2 separate regions of the Sus scrofa genome follow, and region 1 is linked to region 2. Evidence: chromatin contacts called from public promoter capture Hi-C data. All regions are on one chromosome and are shown on one strand. Each heading gives the region's core, a stretch centred on a gene start, on an enhancer-like site or on the middle of the called end of the contact. The rest is flanking DNA. Distances are from core to core; before and after follow the strand shown.

Evidence for each region. Promoter capture Hi-C pulls out the DNA fragments that hold promoters and counts their contacts.
Region 1: a promoter capture Hi-C map of fetal liver shows a contact between it and region 2, with 3 times the contacts expected there. The contact joins the promoter of ERI2 here to the promoter of LYRM1 in region 2. A contact is called at or near these places in 2 of 5 promoter capture datasets (fetal liver and liver), 4 of 47 Hi-C or Micro-C datasets (embryonic fibroblasts, heart right ventricle, liver and 1 more) and 2 of 2 datasets of contacts at active chromatin or transcription factors (alveolar macrophages and skeletal muscle).

What each region holds. Positions count from the first base shown.
Region 1 is chr3:25,236,188-25,240,397 of Sscrofa11.1, reverse strand. It overlaps ERI2 (ERI1 exoribonuclease 2), which reads right to left and starts at 1,500. Exons shown (of 10, transcript XR_002342391.1): 1 at 1,314-1,500. It overlaps REXO5 (putative RNA exonuclease NEF-sp), which reads left to right and starts at 1,392. Exons shown (of 20, transcript XM_021086509.1): 1 at 1,392-1,464; 2 at 1,863-2,007. The coding sequence starts at 1,867.
Region 2 is chr3:25,148,823-25,153,497 of Sscrofa11.1, reverse strand. LYRM1 (LYR motif-containing protein 1) reads left to right here and starts at 1,486. Exons shown (of 4, transcript XM_021086518.1): 1 at 1,486-1,612. It overlaps DCUN1D3 (DCN1-like protein 3), which reads right to left and starts at 1,997. Exons shown (of 4, transcript XM_021086516.1): 1 at 1,810-1,997.

The DNA.
Region 1 (4,210 bases), core at 251-2,750, 87 kb before region 2:
ATAAGGTAATATATGATAAAGGATCCTTAAAGTTGTATGCTAAGTCCACAGAAAGGGATGAACTTGTTACCTGAAAACTGGGTGGGTGTTCAGCCAAAAGACAAAACCAAGGTAAAGAGTGGGAACAGGAAGAATTACTTGCAGCAAGTAAGGGCACTAGGGATCTTTCTCAAAATAGCAAAACTGGGGAAGTTTTAAACTAAGGGTACATGCATATTCATAAAGAGGCTTAGATGGTGGAGAATCTAAGCTTTAGATGATTAAAGTCAAGAGGGTCAGAAAAAAATCATCATCCCTTAGGTTCCAGTTGATCTGGTGGTTGAGGGCTTTGGGCTGATCTTTACCACTGAAAAAGAACTAGGAGGCTTTACAACTGACATATTATTTTTGCTATTGCTATTTCTCTTGCCTGATAATAGTCATTTGTTTCTGCATTCTTTTGTTCCCTTAAGATCATCAATTACTGAGACCTGTTTAAGAACAAGCACTGTGGCCAGGTCAAAAATGGCTTCTGTTAGGTCAAGAAAGCCATACCTGGTTCTTTCTCCAGGGAACCTGTACCCTAGCTGCTTACAAGCTTACTAAGGTCTTAAGTGCTGTGAGACAAACTACTTTGCTGAGTAGGCAGAGTTTAACTAGGCAGACAGCTCCTGTTGGAGTTTTTTGAGTGGTGAACAGCTGACATCTATTGATTGGTTACTACAGAGTAGGCGCTGAACACAGGTGGTGAACTCATTTCATCCTCAACAACTGTATAAGGCAGTCACTTTTGCTACCTATATTTAAAGGGTAAGAAAACAAATTCAGCAATTTGCCCAATGTGAACCCAAGATCATCCAACTCTGAAACTATTTCAGATAGCAGTGTAATGCCTATCCACTAATGCACTGCACTGCTTCCATGAAACGGAAAGGTGAACACCATGTCCAAGAAGCAGTAAAAAAGCCTAAATGATCTACATTATGAACTAAACAGATCACTAGTTAGTGGCAGGGAGAACAGTTTGACGGGTGTGGTGGGGCTGCCTATGATCTTGGAACCGGAGGGCCGTTCTTAATCGTTTCCCGAGGCCTAGAACAAGCAAACGCTGACTCAAGGGCACACAGAGAGCCCTGGTCCTTCCACCCTCGTGCAGAGGGTGGCCTGAAGCTCGAGAGGAGGGAACCTTTCGGCCCGGAGCCGGGAAGAGAGCAGGTCGGAGACGCCCGACCTGCAGAGAATGGAGGCTGACACTGCGGACCCTGGCGCGGACGCCAGTGCCGGACCAGGAGCGACACCCCCCGCCCCAGGCCGCGCAGAAGCCCCTCGCATACCTCGCTAGCTTCTTGGTTGCCATTTCCGAAGCTCCCTACTCGCCGCAGCCCAACGGCCGGAAGTCGCTCTGCCCCCCACTTCCGGTCCATTCAAAAGCCCCGCGCGGCTGAGGCGGCGGCTCTGGCTGAAGCTGAGGCGGCGACTGCGGCGGTGTGCGCTCTCCGCAGGGCTGCTGTTCAGCGGCTTCGGGGGTCAGGGGGGTGGGGAGTGGTTTTTGGTGGGGAAGCCGCTAGGCAGAGCCCCACCCCCCTCTTTTCCAACGGTCAGAGGCGCCGTTCGCGGCGTTGTGGAACCGTTTCGAACGCGGCCTCCGGCGTCCTCAGTAAAACCGTTTGGCTTGGGGGCCGCGGAGTTCGCTGCGCCGCCAAACCGGGAAGACCGTTGGCGCCCTCGCTTTGCGCGGCGGGCGGGGAGCGCTCTGTAAACTGAATTGAGAGGATCTGAGGAAGGTTGGAGGCTGCCGCAGCCCGTGCCGCTCCCCACGCAGGAGCCGCCCGGACTGGCGGGGCGTCGGGGTTTTCTCAGCTCTAACCGATCTTTCTTCACAGCTTCATGGAGCCAGAGAGGGAGAGGACTGGGAGGGCCCCCAAGAGGGGCAAGAAGAGGAGGCGCGTCGCGAACCAGCTGGTCGGGGCGGCTGAGGCGATGAGAGCCCGGTGGGATCTTGAGGAGAGACAGCAGCCCGAGGCCAAGGTGAGCAACGGGGAGCCCGAGGGGGCGGCCCGAGGCGGTTTGGAGCTCCCAGATCCTAATACCATCCCGCTGACGTTGGCAGTTTAAAACGGGTGTCGTGTCTGGCACACGCGAAGAACGCTCATTCAACGAACATTTATTGAAGTCTTTTCTGTTCCAGGAATTGTTCTAGGGTCGGGGGAGATCTCAGTGCACAAAAGCACAAAATTCCCTGCCCTTGTGCAGTTTACGTTCCAGCAGGGGAATAATAAGGCTGATGATCATCCCTGTCATTTATTGAGAGCTAAATATATGTGGTCCATCCCTTCAGTCATCAGATTTCTTTTGTCTATCATGTACTGGTCACTGCCCTAGGCACTTGAGGTACATCAGTGAGTAAATAAATATCTCCACTACCTTGCTGGTGGAGAAAGAAGATAAATAATAGATATGATAAATAAGTTATACAGTATATTAGAAGGGAACTAATGCTGTGAAAACATTTTTAAAAACTTGTGGGAGTTCCCGTCTTGGCTCAGCGGTTAACGAATGGACTAGGATCCATGGGGACACAGGTTCCATCCCTGGCCTTGCTCAGTGGGTTAAAGGATCTGGCATTGTGGTGAGCTGCTGTGTACCTCACAGATGTGGCTGGCAACTGTGGTTCTGATTTGACCCCTAGCCTGGGAACTTCCATATCCCTCACCTGCAGCCCTAAAACACAAACAAAAAAAATTTTTTAAATTATGGCTGGACTTGTGGCTTATAGAAGTTCCAGAACCAGGGATTAAATCTGAGCCACAGCTGCGGACTAAGCAGCTCTGGGATCCTTTAACCCACTACCACCAGCAGAGGATGGAACCCAGTCCTCCGCAGGGACACAATGCCTCATCTTCCCCTTATTTTAGTGTTTACGTTTTTCCCACAATCTACACTACCTCAATGCAACAAAATCAGGAAATAACATGGATATATCACTACCATCTAATCCTCAGACACCAAGATTCTCCAGTTGTTCCAGAAAAGTCCTTTTTAGCAATAAGATCTAGTCTAGAATCACATGTTACATTTAGTCTACAAGTCTCCTTCAGTCCAAACAATTGTTTGTTCAGTCTTTTCTTTCATATTCATAACCTTACTATTGAAGAATCTTGGACCAGTTATTTTGTAAAATGTCCCTCAAGTTAGGTTTGTCTCTTTTCTTATTTATTATATTGATTTGGCTATATACATCTTAGGAACATCACAGAAGTAATCTGTTCTCTTGTATATTATCAGGTTGTATACAAATTTTTTGTCCCTTTACTGGTGATATTAACCTTGATTACTTGATTAAGGAAGTATGTGCTAAACTTCTCAAAGGTTATTCTTTTTCTCTGTGATTTTGTGGGAGATGCTTCCTCATTAAACTTCCAGTTTATTTATTTTTTTTTTGCCTCAGCCCACAGCATGTGGAAGTTCCTGTGCCAGGGATTGAACCCATGCCATAGCAGTGACTCAAGCTGCTATAGGGACAACACTTGATCCTTAACCTGCTGTCCCACAAGGGAACTCCTGATTTATTTTTATTAGTATGAGTTTGTAGATACCTATTTTACTCAATGAATTATAATCTATTATGATATTTGCTGCTCAAAATATCCCATATTTGGCCATTAAGCTAGCTTCTGTGTCCCTTTGACATGACCTGATCATTCTTTGAGCATTTCTTTATTTTTCTGGCACAAAAAGATTACCCAGGCTCTTTTATTCTTTTTAGTGGAGAATGACATTTAGAAATTCAAGATCTGGGTGCTAGATATGCTTATTGCTATTGGGATGTCAATACTCCAATACATACATATATTTACATTTGAATATTTTTCTGTATCCATACATATCAAAAAACCATGAATTCATATCAGTATCTCTACTTTAATTCCATGGGGTTCATTATAGTTTTCTCCCTTTGCATATTTATAACTTCCTTATATTGAAGTGAAAACTGATTTGCATTATCTTCAGTGTATTTGATCAGTCCCTCATTGCTGCCATTGCCTGAAACCCTCACGTTCTCCTCACTTTGCTTGGGCTCTTGTCACTTGGAATCTTATACCAGGTCTCCCTCCTGTGTGAATACCTTCATTGCTACTGTGAAAAGTTACCACCCTCATCCTTCTCACATGAACAATTTCACCCTACTTTGGCTCTGAATTATGTTAACCACTATTGTCCCTCAGCATTG
Region 2 (4,675 bases), core at 237-2,736:
CCTGAAATAATAGCTAGCAATTAGTAGCCAGTCAAGAAAAGTTTGTTGATTGAATGAATTTTGGAGTTTTTAGTCAATGATTCCAATTCAGCTAAAATGAGAAAAGTAGTCATTTTTTTCTTCTGTTACATTTCTGTGAAACATCTAAACATGCCATTACTTGTACAATCAAAGCATTAAATATTCTGTTTTATCAGGCTTGAAAGCCCCGATGAGTAGAATGGAACCCATGTTATGATAATTTGTCTAGCAATAAGCATATAAATTCAGTTGCAGAGGAACAGGATTTATGGACTTTTTCTAATCAAATGATCCCTAAAATTTGGGCACCAACTCTTCAAGTTCTTCAGAAAACACAGCTCCAGATTCAACAAAGAATTTATTTCCAAATTTATAATCCAAAAAAGATTTCCAAAGAAAATATCAACACCAAAATAGGAATCATCACACTTCACTCTGAAATCCCTACAAAAGGCTAAAGTAGCACTACATTTTTTTCCCCCTTAAACCAACAGAATATCAACGGAGATCTTCTTCTTCAATCATTCTTTGCAATTTTCAAATGATTTTTTTACATCCCTTATTGGTTTACCTTCTTCCTTAAAACAAAACTAAACAAGTCACAATGTCTTATTTAACGCCACTTATATACAAACATTCAGCTAAATAAATAAGATGGAAATCAGTACAAGCCAAATGTGTCATCGAAGACTTGTGTGCCAGACACACAAGTGGAGAGAAAGATAAAAGAGCTATTGTCAAATTGTAGAAACAAAAAAGTACATGGGGTTTTCTCTTCTCCAAAGTGCATTATGAAGTGTGGGTGGAGAAAAACACAGAAATCCAGAATTAGCCTAAGATCAAAACATTCTGGAAAGAGTTGACAACATTTAAATTCCTCACATATAAAGTATTCAGAGGAAGAGACCTTGATTCCTGGACTATGATGCCATTCAGGAATCCCTGCAAGGCTTTGGAATTCCAGTATTCTTAGGAGAAAATGCTTATCTTAATCGGGAGCGACCGGGCATTGAGAAGTACTCCCAAAGAGACACAGCTTGTAACTGAAGTATTACAAAGCTTGAAGTTAAGATCTGGGATAGAAGCAGAACACCAAATTCAAAAGAAGGTACCAAGACGAAAGGGAAAAAGAAAAAGAAAAAAACACGATTACTACTTAGCCACGGAGAATTAAAGTGGAAAGGAGGGGTATGCATGGGGGAGGATGGGGGTGGGGGAGAATAGAAAAAAACAATACATTTGTCACCCTGTCCCACTTCCTATACAGGATACAGGCAAAGCTTCCAGCCCCATTACCTCAGGCACAGATGGTTATCGTTTACAGCAAAGGTGCATAGGAAGGCCTCCAGGTCTGAGCCCCTTAATTCCAGGGCTGTTAATGATTAAAGAGAAGGATGGGGGTGGGGAGGGAAATGAGGGCGGAGGAGCTGGAGATTCACCCACCACCTCCTGCTTGGGCTCCTACCTCACTGCACTTACCAGGGGCAGAAGACTAGAGTTTGCACTCCCTCCAGGGCAGCTCCGGCCCCCAGAGCCCCAGGCCTTGGGTGGCGGGTGGGGGGTGCCGGCGGTGGAGGGGCAGAGACAGTAGGTAAGTTTTCTGAGCCTGGGGCTGACACGCCACAGGGCCCCCTCACAGCGTCTTCCTCCAGCGGGACCAGTCCAGACAAGGCGCCGATTTCCACTCCTCCCCTTCTACCCCCCTTTCTCGAAGGTACCCAAACCCCCGCCCCTTCATCTCCCAAAGCCTCCCCTTTTCCTCATACACCCCCCAACCCCCAAACTCACAGCTGCTCCAGAGGTTCCTCCAGTCAAACCCTTTCTGGAAACGACGGCGGCCCGGCAGGTCCAAACCACCTACCATCCCCGCTCGCGTCTTCAAGCACCCTACCCCCACCGCCGCCGCCGCCTCTTCTTCCACCACTGCCGCCGCCTCCTCTTCATCTGCGGCCCACCGGCGGCGGCCGCCCCGAAACCCCGCCCCCTCCATCGCCTCCTGCATCATCACTTCCGGTAACCCCGCGGGCCGCCCGCTCCGGGAGGCGGAATAGGAGAAGGGCGGGGAGGGAACGAGGGGCAGGTTGCGTCACGACGTACGCAAAGACGTACGAAGCCGTCGCCAAGTAAGGGCAAAGACCTAGCGACGCGGAGGGAGGGCTAGGAGGAGATGGACTGGCCCATTTTCGGGGGGGGGGCTGGAATCCGGGGGAGAGGAGAGCGGAAGGGGGAAAGGAAAAATAAGAAAAGGTTGAACTTGGCTATAATTGTTGCGAATACGGTGGAGGGTGGTCTAGAGTGTGACGTTTAAGGAAGGCTCTAGCCTACCCCCGACCTGGTACGAATGCTCCCACGGAGGTTCGTCTGGTGGTTTGGTCTGGCCTGGCCTACCGGACCTGCTTAAGCTCTGTCGACCACGGCTCAGCTGGGCTCCCGGCGCCGCCTCCTCCCAGTCTGCCGTAGGCTGCGGCGCTTCTGTGGGTGGGGGAAGGCTGGACTGACGCAGAGTGAGTGTAGAGAATGGAGACGCTGACTCCTGGCGCGGGAGACTGGGGGAAGGGGTTGGCTCCCAAGGGGCAGGGATGGGTGAGGGTGGGGGGTGCGACGTTGCTAGGAGACGAGCCTGTGTGACCCCAGCCTCGCGAGGGCGGCTCGGTGTCCCCGCTGCTGGCGTGGGGAACCTGCCAAGGGAAGTGGCTCCAGGGCCAGGAAGGGGAAGCCTGGTTTGGGAATGCTGAAAATGCTGGTTTGGGGACCATCTGGGATGTCTGAAACCTTTGGATTCCCGAATGTCAATGGGAGATTAGTAGGGGCAAATTAGTAGGGCGAGGGAGGAAGGTTGACAGGACACCGATACTTTCTAAGATAATGAGAACTAGCTTCTTAGTGCAAAAGGCGTTGGTCTGTGATTCGAGTCTGGGAGAAAGTTAAAAAGTAAATCAATAAAAAATATCAGCAAGTGAGGAATGCCCCAAAGATAGTAATATCAGATGAAGTGGTAGAAGATGGGGTGAGGGCCACTTTAAATCCATAAAGCTACTCAGAGGAGGCTGAGTTTTGCAGAAATCCGAGAAAAGAAGGAAGGTAGGGAATGAGCTTTCTAGGTGGTGAAAAGAGCCAATGGGCAGGGATCTGAGGAAAGAAGGGAAGAAGGCCAGGTGCTTGGAGTAGGAAGGAATAAAAGCAAGAGCCAGGCAGAGTGGTCTGTGATGGAGAAGTGGCAGGGCTTGATCTAGTCTAGTCTTTTAGCCCACGGTGAGGGTTCGGCTGCTACTACATTACTGGAGGGTTTTAAGAAGGAGTGACCAAATCTGATTTATATTTTTAGCAAATCATTCTTGGCTATTGGATAGAGAAGGGTAGAAGTAGTCAGACCTGTTATGAGGCTGTTGCTGTAGGCCAGGTGAGAGGTGACAGTAGTGTTATGATCACAATGGAAATAGAATTGAATTCAGAATGTATTCTGGCTGTAGAGCTTGCAGGACATACTGCCAAATTGGATATGAAGTGTTTGGGAAAAGGAGGAACCAAGGATGACTCCTAAGAGAAAAAGAGTTTGGAAGGGACTATTTTGAATATTAGTTTTGATTAGTCTGTTAACCACAGGTAAAGGTGTGGAGAAGTTAGATATACAAATCAAGGGAAAACTCAGGTAATAAATGTAGCAGTTTATTCCTAGGTCACCTGAGAAGAGGGTGGAGATAAAGACAAAGGCCTCCAAACTCCTTGGGGGCTTTTGACATTTAAAGATGATCCAGAGAAGGAAAAACCGGCAGAGGGGACTCTGGACACTAGCAAGTCTTCAGAGATACAAAGAGCTTCCATAGTATCCTGAAACAATGGGACCCATCCTCTAAGGCCTGGCTCAAATCTCTTCCCTTCTTTCCTCTCCCAGCTGTTACTGCTTTTTTTTTTTTTTTTTTTTTTTTTTTGCTTTTGTTACTGCTTAGCTGATTATCTTCACTATAGCAAACCTGACTTTGCCAGTTAATTGTCTATAGGTCTGACTACCCCATGAGCTATTTCTTCTTTGTGCCCTACTTGCTTAAAGTACAGACCCTTGCCCGTAGGACCCAACATGTAGGAATAATGTATCAACCATGGACTTCAGCAACTTCTGACAAAGGGGCATCTGTTCCTGCTGTTGCTGCCACCTCCACCAGTAGAAACGGTTGCTCTTATGCAATCTAGAAAGGGTATCAGAAGGCCTAGATTTCAGTCTTGGACAGCTACTGACCAGCAGAGTGACAATGAATAAGACCCTTTTCTTTGACTTTAAGGGGTTGGCCTAGATTACACATTACAAACTGGCAAAACAGATACCACCTACAGACATGGTTTGGCCCGCAGATTGGTTTAAATTTCTTGAAATTTTTCTTGCCAAAAAAAAAAAAAAAAAAAATTGGGGGTTCCCATTGTAGCTCACTAGGGGTTAAGGACCCTCACTCTGTGAGGATGCAGGTTTGATCCCTGGCCTGACTCAGTGGGTTAAGGATCCAGGGTTGCCACAGCCGAGGTGTAGGCCTCAGCTGCTGCTGTGATTCAACCCCTGGCCCAGAAACTTCCATATGCTTCAGGTGCAGCTGTAAAAAGAAAAACAAAAACAAATTTCTTGCCAAATTTAAACATTGGACATCAAAATTCAGATTTTTGGCAT